Linked DNA regions of Gossypium hirsutum: regions 2 and 3 are each linked to region 1. The links are chromatin contacts, called in public Hi-C maps. All regions are on one chromosome and are shown on one strand. Each heading gives the region's core, a stretch centred on a gene start, on an enhancer-like site or on the middle of the called end of the contact. The rest is flanking DNA. Distances are from core to core; before and after follow the strand shown. Region 1 has its middle 5.0 kb from the start of LOC121208850. Region 2 overlaps LOC107896397 (a long non-coding RNA gene). Region 3 has its middle 18 kb from the start of LOC107895435.

Region 1 (3,228 bases), core at 361-2,860:
ATCCGATTTGCTCATATAGAAGAAAGTCATAGGTAAAATTGGTCTCAGTTAGCAAATCAACTAAAATGATCAATATAGTACACTTTAAAAAGGTCCCAACTATGGGAGTGGCATAAGGAGTTGAGCTACAAACTTGTCAGTGGAAAGGCAAGGAAGACTTCGAGGTACCACTTGGATGATTATGACTTTATTCTTGGCTTGAATTTTCTTGACAAGATTAATGCTCTGTTAGTTCTTTTTGCTGATTGTATATGTATCTTGGATACTTGAAAACAAAATTGCATTGTTCCGGTAAGTAGAGACATGAGGGGTGGAACCAAAGTATTGTCAACAATCCAACTAGCTGAGAATATTCATTGTGGAAAGAACATTGACTTGATAGATCAAAGTGCTAAAAAAACCTCTTTGGAAATGCTAGAGGTACAAAAAATCAATATGAAGCCTGTTGAGTTATCAATAGGGCATCCACCTATGAGAGATATGGGTTATGCATCGAACTTTAAAGGAATAGTGGTAATGCAAATTGAGCAGTTGAATAGAGTAAATTCTATGAACGAGGTACATCTCAAACACTTTCCTAGTGTTTTACATTATGACTTACTATTGGCTTGGCAAAGACATAGAGACCCTTTCAAAGTTCTGAAGTGGGTAAGCTAAGGGGCTTACAAATCAGAGTTGGCGACTATACTCAAGGTTAACCCAGTGTTCAATGTGGGCATACCTAAGCTTATATGTGCGGATTAACGGGATCCTAATCGAGACAATTCAAGATGGGAGTAAGTAAGAGCGGTGGGCTCTTGCGAACAAGATAAACAAGAGAAGCATAACTACCTAACAGAGAGATTAGTTGGGAATCAGTTGAAATGTTGAGGCAATTCTAAGACGAGTCAAACTGGTATCATTCTGAGGACATGGTAAGGGCATCACGAGAATAAGTAGAGGAGAATGTCACATTTCATGGATCAAAGCTCCTAATGAATGCATACATAGTGTCCTATAGAGGTCAATTGATTAAATGAACTTCATTTGACTCATTTGAATTGGCCTAATTAAATTTAACTATAGCGAAGTGGATGCGTATGTGGCAATCCATATATACTTCATAAAATTTTAAAATGATTAATAAAATTTTTCAATATTTTCAATAAAGTTTATAAAAATAATTATGCATGTCCACAATAAAGTATACGTAAATTATCACACCAACTATTACATCAATATTGTTAAAATTTTAATAAACCAATAACTTTTTAACATAAAGAAAAGTAATTTAATTAAAATTTGAATGGTGAGGACCAAAATATTCCAAAAATAGTAGGATCAAAGAAATGAAAAAGAAAGATATGGAATATTAAATTTATCATTATGTCAAAATAAAATAAAACTAAAATACTCCTATGTCTTTGGGTTGTATTTTAAAAGAATTGTTATCCCATACATCGTTTAATAGAATAGAAAAACACCAGAAGCGGACGCAAGATGATGCAATAAGAAAATAATAAAATAATTAAAAAAATACCAATAGTGGAGAGAATAATGATAATAGTCGATTTTAAAAGGTATAAAGAAAAATGGTCACATCACTAAAAAGTCAAAGCGTAGTTAGTGGGTGCAGCCCAGATCCAGATATTCTTGACCCATCACTATTACCTTCACAAGAGTCAGGCCCAATATCATTATTTGATGAAGGAATAAAAATATTGGATCCAGGTCCCATTGTTGCTTCAATCCTTTCATTGATTTTTTTTAAATGTTAAATTTAGTTTTTAATATTTATGTTTTTTTATCAATTTATCATTTATCTTTTTTTAGTTAGATTTGACAATTAAACTTTTAAGAAGAGTTAATTTACTATTTCTTAACGGGACTATTGATTAGAACATTAATTTTTTAACGATATTGGCATAAAAACCTTCACGACAGTTTACATATATTTCATGCTGACAAGATACAATTGGTCTCATCAATAAAAAATTTTAAAATTATAAAAATATTCAAAAAAAGAGTATGAAGTACATATGGATTGTCATGTTTAAAAGTTTTAACTTTGTAGTCAATATTTTTGTTAAAAAAACAACAATTTAATTTTTTAAAAGGTTAATGATCAAATTAAACTCTTTTTAAAAGGTTATAAGTCCAATTTAGCTAAAAGTAATAATAGGGGCAAACTGAAAAAAGATGTAAATTTTAAAGGCTAAATTTATTATTATGCCAAAAATTTACATATTATATATTTGATTTTGATATAAAATTATTTATTAAGATTTGTCTAGTGGTTAAATTTTTTGTCTAGCATTTAAATAATACGGGCTTAAACTTTGTTATCCGTTTCTCACTCTTTCAATATTATAATGATAAAAATTTGATATAAAATTATATAGAGATATAATTATTTTTTGGGTGGGATAATATTATGTAAAATTCACGTAATTTCATAAGCTTCCATAACATTTTGTATTATGAATATATTTAATGTTCTGATTGCCATATTGTATGTTCTATTAATAGGAGGATAAGTGTGATTCGACACTCTCGAACCTACATCCTCTTGCATTGACAACAATGTCGATGCTAACCAAATTAAGATTCAGTTAGTTGTAAAAAAAATTCAATCATTAAATATTATTAACAAAAATAATATATTGAATCATATGATAGAAGATATTAGATTGATTTAAAATTATTTCTGTATGAAAAATACAATTATATTGAGAATTTTAACGAATAACTTTTAATAAATGAAAATTTACATAAATAATTGTAGTTGTTTACTTGAAAGTTAGATTTTTCAAGTGGTAGCTATTATTCTTATTATTATTATTACAAATAAATATGGATGTCCATATTCTAACCCTTTCATTAAGGAGATAAAAAACCCCCTCATTCATTATGAAAATAAATATGCAAGTTGCTTAATGTATGTGTTAATGAAGCACTTAAGTGAGCTTCATTTATATGTGTTGCATTAAATGACAATGAATTATAAATAGAACCCTTGTATGAGTGAAATGATATACGAAAAAATTCTCTGCTGATTTGATCTATTATTTATTTTAAATATTCTTTTATTTGATTATTTTATAACATTATTTTTATAATTAAGCTTTAAAAAGTAATAATTTAAAAAAAAAACTATCTATTTAACTTTATTTTAAAAAAATTGTAAATTAGGATTAGTTTTATTATATTTTCAATTGAATTGATTTATTCCGACACCAAATCCAATTA
Region 2 (3,360 bases), core at 291-2,790, 54 kb before region 1:
TTAAATTAAGATTCAATTATTTTTATTTATACCTTTTAGAAATAAGAAAACACCAAGAAAAACATTATATATTGGTCCAAATAACAACTTATATTTTAATCTATTTTGTACTTCAAGCTAATGATTTAGTAGTAAGCAACTAGAATATTATCTATTTTAGACATATTGCATTAGGCTTTCTTTATATATTTAATTTTTCGAAAATCGATAAAGTTTTGATTAAATTAAAAATCGAATCAAATTTTAAGCTAGCAATTTTCATTTGCATGTGTAGTTGTTACACAATTTGGGTGATTTTCCATAATCCATATCAATAATTGGAGATGGTAGGATGAATGTCTAAGGAATTGAAGGTCCAATTTTATTGATATGAGCTATCAAGAAATTTAGGCTCATAATTGCATTTCTCCTCCCGAAACTTTCAAGTTGGATCACCAAAATCATTAGTATTCAATTGGTAACGGATGATTTGAAGTTAGAGATAAGGGGCAACGGCCTTATCCCAACCCTACCTCTCAATCTGACTCACATCTCATTACTTCCCTATTTATACGCCTCAAAACCACTTTTCTTATAGCCACAAAAAAAATTAGCACAAACAGAAATAAAACAAGACATGAAAATGACACTTTCCTTTTCCCTTTTCTTTGAGTTTTTGCATTACATTCTGTTGTTTTAATTTTGATTTTCTTCTCAAAAGCATGGATGATATTCATAGATGGATTTATTAGTAATGGTAATGACGTGGATGACACGTTAGTATTTAATGATATAATTTGGGCTACGTCAGATTTTAGTGTGAATATCGATACAATGGTCAAAATGTTACAAATTGATAACATTGTTAATAAACTTCAGTTTGCATTGCCTCTGGACTAATGATTCTGTCCTTTTTTGAGCCCCGGTGTGCTGCTCTTTCAAGCCAAAAGGAGATATTCTACGAGTAGCCACCCTTGAACCTTAAGACAATTTTCTCGAAAAAGATCCAAAAGTAATTTAGACGTTTTGATGCTATTACTTAGGCTATTACTATTCATTTTTTATTGTCAACTTCTAGGTTCTCAAGTAGGTTTAAATCCTACTTGGAGAGCTTCTCTTAACATTATTACTTGGCAAAAGAATAAAAAGGAAATTGATTCGTAACACGAATTGCCGGATGTGATACGATAGATAAAAATATAACAAATTAAAGTTCGTGACGAAAATGTAATTTAAATAATACATAAATAATTATTTTTATAATTAATCTTTTTTTTTTTACATAAAATTTTAAAAATAATAAAATTTAACTTGATAAATTTAATAACTAACATTTGAGTGGGAATCAAACTTCAAAATTCTAAAAATATAAACTCTAAATATAAATAAATTAGAATATAAAAAGTTAAATTAATAATTTACCCCTAATATAACAACTAATAACTTGACCAAAATAAAATGGAAATGTCTTTAACAAAAGACAAATGACTTTCAACGGAGCGTGTGGACCACTTCTCACACGTTTTGTGCGTGCGAGATCCGTCCAACAGTACACGAGTATAAAAAACCGCGGAGGTATAAGACATTGCTTCCTCACGTGCCTAAAAAGAAAACAGAGGCAACCAAAACAATTTCTTTCTTCAAAATATCGCCACTTGGTGTCTCTGATATTATAGTTTTTAATATATCTTTCATCACAAGTATCCACAAATTTATTTTTAGAAGATATTTCGACATTCAAAAATACTAGAGTTTCGTTATATTTTTTTGAATGGTTTAGGTATATCATAATCTGATATATTTTTCATAATCCTATGACTTTTTAAATTTTAAAATTTAAGTCTAACTATTAACACTGTTAAAATTATTTGTTAACTTCAGGTTCATTACAATGTTATTTTGTAGTTACATTATTACCAAGTGAATTTTTTTTTATTTCAAAATGTTATGTCAACTAATTTAGCAAAAAAAAATAGTATTAATAAATTGACCTGAATTTTGAAATCTGAACAAGTAGAGGACTTAAATTCTTAGAAATAAAAGTACAAGGCTCAATTTGTGAAAAATATAGAGACTTATTGCATATTTTAACCTTGTTGAATCATATATGCAGAATCTGTCGAAACCAATTTTTTGAGATCGACTTTGGTTTTTTTTTTTTTTTAAATGTAAATGGGAGTCGCCAACAATTATTTTTTATGAAGTGTGATCAGGTCACCTCAAAATTTGATTGTTTTAATAAAATGTTTGATTTAATAAAACAATGATTTTTGGTATACAAAATCCAAAAAATAGGTTCGGGAGTCAGTTACGCGCGAGGAAGGGTTAGCACCCTCGTTACGCCCAAAATTGGTACCTAATTAATTACTTGATGTCTTTAGTGTCAAGAAACTAAAAATTTGAAAAGAGTTTAAAACACGACCTCGCTTTGCATAATATTATTTTTAATAAAAACGTATGTCAAAAGGGCCTTTATTCTCGAGGTAACAAAAGGTCACATCCTATAAATTAGGACACGATATCTTGAATCCTCGAAAATAAGCTCGCTTTTTATTTTATTATTTAAATAAGTATTATGTATTTTAATTTTAAAATGATATTCGGTCATCTAGGTTCAACGAGAAAGTCGAAACCCCGTAAGTTAGGGCACGGCTTCTGAAATCTCTAACTATGGAACATTGCCTTATTTAAGAAATTTCTTTTTTTGAATAATAACAAGTGTAATATTTAAAACGATAAAGTAACTTAAAATAAATGAAAAATACATGATTGAAAAGACCCGACTTGAAAATGCCCAAAAATAATAAAAGGAATAATAAAATAACACAAAAAAATAAAATAAAATAAATAATTACAATATAACAATATGTACAAGTATGAAAAGTATGAATCTTAAAATAAAAAGTAAGGCAGTAATAATAAATAGATAAATAAATAAAGAAATATAAAAAAATCCATGAAAATGCTTAAATTAAATAAATAACGGACTTCATTGAATTTAAACGAAACTAGGGGTATAAATTATAAATAATAAAAAATAAGCTAATAAGGATTAAAATGTAATATGCTAAAAATAATAGGGACTAAAAAAGAAAATATCCCTAAACAAAGGACTAAGGCGCAACGCGCTAAAAAAGAATAGGGGTTGAATGGGAAAATATCCCAGACTTCCTTATGCGCACCGTTCTCTAAGGGACGAAAATGAAATAAAATCAAAATTTCGTGGTAAAAATTAAAAGAGAAAAAGAAATAGGACTGGATTGAAATGCCACTAAAAAGTTGAAGGAACGAAAGCATAAATTTCCCTTCCGGGCGAAAACACACGGATCTTAGGGGATGGATCGGGTAGGGCCGTGGGTTGCGTCAAATGATGCTGTTTTG
Region 3 (3,089 bases), core at 76-2,575, 51 kb after region 1:
TATCAAAATTTTAAAAAAAATTCTATTTGCACTTCTTTTTCAAATTTGATGTTTGAACTATTATTGGAACAAATAACTTAGTTTATAGTTAGAAAACAATTTCATTTTAATTTCTGTTAAAATAAAAGTTGGAACAAAATCGAAAAGAATAGATTGAAGGTAAAAGTAAAGTAATGAATAAAGTAAGGAAATATAACATACAATATTTGTTAACGCAGTTACAATTCACCAATCCTAATCACTCTTCTTAAAATATCTCACTTTCAATCCAAGTCTCTCCAATAAAACTTAACAAGAGTGTCGAAAATACTAAGTTAGAGAATAACAAAACAATTACTCAATAAAACACTCAAAAAATGTGATACAAGCAACCTATTTATAGGCTGATACAACCTGCCCCTTTGATAGTTTTTTGATAAACTTTAATTTCTCATTCAAAAGCTAAAATTATCCCATTAATTATCTTAAGTATTTATGACGTAAAAACTTTTTATAAACAAATATTTTTTTAACTTCAAAATTATCTCAAGTGATAAGGATAATGATAAGTTTCTCCAAATCAATTTGCTCATAACATGTATTAGCATGAAATTACTTCCTCATTCACTGCTCAACAAGATTAAAACATAACTATGTCATTAAAAAATCAAATATGTTAATTCGAAAATTTTGACTACAATAAAATTATTATTTTATCTACTCTTCCAACATTTCAAAAGGAAAATTTCATGAAAACAAAAGCTTTAAAAATAATTTTAATAAAAAACCCGATGTCTCTTTAAATTTTATGAAAAAAAAAGTAATATTAAAATAAATTTATCTATTCTATTTTAAAATTAATCATTGAATAAATTTAACTATCCAATACAGAAAGGTTAAAAGAAATTATAAAAATGTAATTATGAAATGGGGAAGAAAGGTCCACAAAAACTCACTCATTACATTTTGCAGGATTGACCATGACTTTTCATTGTAATTAGGGCCACACCCCAAATTTTAATTGACTATTTATCTCTATACATTTACAAACTGACAAAAACACTCATTGAAAAATACTTGGCTCTGAAAAAGTCACCTTTTTGAGGTTGACTATAATTAGAGGGAAGAAAAATATGATCTCTGATGATTGATTGTGGACCATTCACTAACTTCACTGCCTTCCTACCCCTTTGTTGATTGCTTTGCTTGAAACTTTGAAAGTTGAACAAATCCATTTTCAGAACTTTTGCAGTATTTTCTGCAACTAAAGGACAGCTACATAAAGTTTTCAACTTCAACCACAGATGGTTAGGTCCATTTGAAGCTTCTGGTCTCAATCCCCTATAACATGGTGGGCTTGTGGGTTTTAACCTCTGATTTGGGCTGCACCTATTGTTTTGCCTTTCTCTACAACTCACTCCAAAAATACAAGTTGGATCAAATTTTAAATATTCATAAATTTCACATCTTAATTCTAAGAACTGTTTGTTTACTATTTTGTCTTTCTTATTTGATTAAGTTACCTACTCTTGATTTAGAGACTAGGTATAGAGAATCCTTTTTAATGTACAAATATGATACCTTTTTTTTTTTTTACTTTGATTGTCATTGTAGATTGGTTTTCTAGGTAAAGCTCTATAAATGTAGGTTCGATCTTTATTATCTAATTTGGTAAACTATAAAAATAGTCATTTTTTGCCTCAGATTACATTTTAGTCCTTTATGTTTGAAATGTTACGTTTTAATAACTTACGTTATCGTTTTATTACGTAGTAGTCACTCTACCGTTAAGCTCCGTTACTTTCCTAAAGGTAGTCCTACGTGAAAATCCAAATGGGTTTCAAATGCCAACTTAGATATTCTACATGGCAGTCCAAATTAAATTTGTTTAATTAAAAACTTATGTTCATCCTAGCATCTGGACATCTAAGTTCGCATTTAAAACCTATTTGGACTGCCACATAGGATTGCCGTTAAGGAGGTAACGAAGTTTAACGGTAGAGTGATCACTTCGTAACAAAAAGATAACGTAAATGATTAAAATATAACATTTCAAATATAAATGACTAAAATGTAATCTAAAGCAAAAAAAATGACTATTTTTATAGTTTACGCTTATTTTATCAATTGTCTTGTACAAATTAACTACGTTGTTCCAGTTGTTGTACTTAATACAGTTTCCATAACTTACTACTAAATGTACTTTCATTTTTAATTTGGAATTCAGAGATGGTAAATTTTTTTAGGGTAAACTATGGTAGAGTTCAACTCTATTCTTTTTTGAATACCCAACAATGAAAAATTACAAAATTATCTCTCAATTATTAATAAATTTTTTTGTTACCTAACTATGAAAAGTCATAAAATGGTTTTTCAATTGTTTAATTTTGTCTTTTTTTTATTTCTAATAGGTTAACGTAAAAATGAAAACACCTAAAAATTTAATATAATTATATTACTAAGAATGAAAAATTAAATAGTTAAGTGACTATTTTATAAATTTTTATAATTAGATAATTACTAAAGTAGTTTACCCAAGATTAATTTAATAATGTATAATCTTCATGGATTTTATCTAGGAGGTGCAACTTTTGGCAAACATTTTATCCCTAGTTATTGGAGGAGAAGATGGAATGACCAATTTTCAGGCATACTGATTCTCATTTGTCACCCACAATTTAATATAGATAAGAACAGCCAAGGATCACAAAATTTATTCTAAAAGAAGGGGACTGTTAAAAAGACATGACATGTAGAGTTTTCTTTAATTCCTTTGCAGTATGTACGTATAATTCCCCCCCCCCTCGTTTCCTAGGATTACCTGCAAATTCCTTGAGCCTCCTCTCTATTTTAAAATAAATTGGCTGCCTAAACATTGAAAACCGACACCGGGAAAGACTTGGACAAGGCGACGAGGTTTTTTTTGAACGTAATGGACGAAGATTGGTCGACGTAGATATCGGTTAAGGTGATCCAAATCAAGAACTCCTTGGCTTTAACATCCGTCAGATTCTTGATCTTTTTGGGCTCGAAATAAGCAGTGATCTCGGCGTCGTAGCTGAGGACAACATCCTCGAACTTGCACAACTCCCTCTTCTTTTTATGTCGGA

Evidence for each region. Hi-C and Micro-C count contacts between places; a contact is called where the count stands out from the background.
Region 2: a Hi-C map of leaf shows a contact between it and region 1, with 2.1 times the contacts expected there. The contact joins two enhancer-like sites. A contact is called at or near these places in 6 of 34 Hi-C or Micro-C datasets (callus, leaf and petal).
Region 3: a Hi-C map of leaf shows a contact between it and region 1, with 2.4 times the contacts expected there. The contact joins two enhancer-like sites. A contact is called at or near these places in 11 of 34 Hi-C or Micro-C datasets (callus and leaf).

What each region holds. Positions count from the first base shown.
Region 1 is chrA10:102,153,188-102,156,415 of Gossypium_hirsutum_v2.1, reverse strand. No RefSeq gene overlaps it. Among protein-coding and RNA genes, the nearest start is that of LOC121208850, 5.0 kb to the left of the region's middle. Within about 2 kb of position 1,610, at least 2 of the 9 cell types and tissues checked have an H3K27ac peak or open chromatin away from gene starts, as enhancers often do. A contact at or near this core is called in leaf, where this site is marked.
Region 2 is chrA10:102,206,536-102,209,895 of Gossypium_hirsutum_v2.1, reverse strand. LOC107896397 (a long non-coding RNA gene) reads left to right here. Exons shown (of 3, transcript XR_001683743.2): 3 at 1-1,149. Among protein-coding and RNA genes, the nearest start is that of LOC107896397, 5.7 kb to the left of the region's middle. Within about 2 kb of position 1,540, at least 6 of the 9 cell types and tissues checked have an H3K27ac peak or open chromatin away from gene starts, as enhancers often do. A contact at or near this core is called in leaf, where this site is marked.
Region 3 is chrA10:102,102,342-102,105,430 of Gossypium_hirsutum_v2.1, reverse strand. No RefSeq gene overlaps it. Among protein-coding and RNA genes, the nearest start is that of LOC107895435, 18 kb to the right of the region's middle. Within about 2 kb of position 1,325, at least 3 of the 9 cell types and tissues checked have an H3K27ac peak or open chromatin away from gene starts, as enhancers often do. A contact at or near this core is called in leaf, where this site is marked.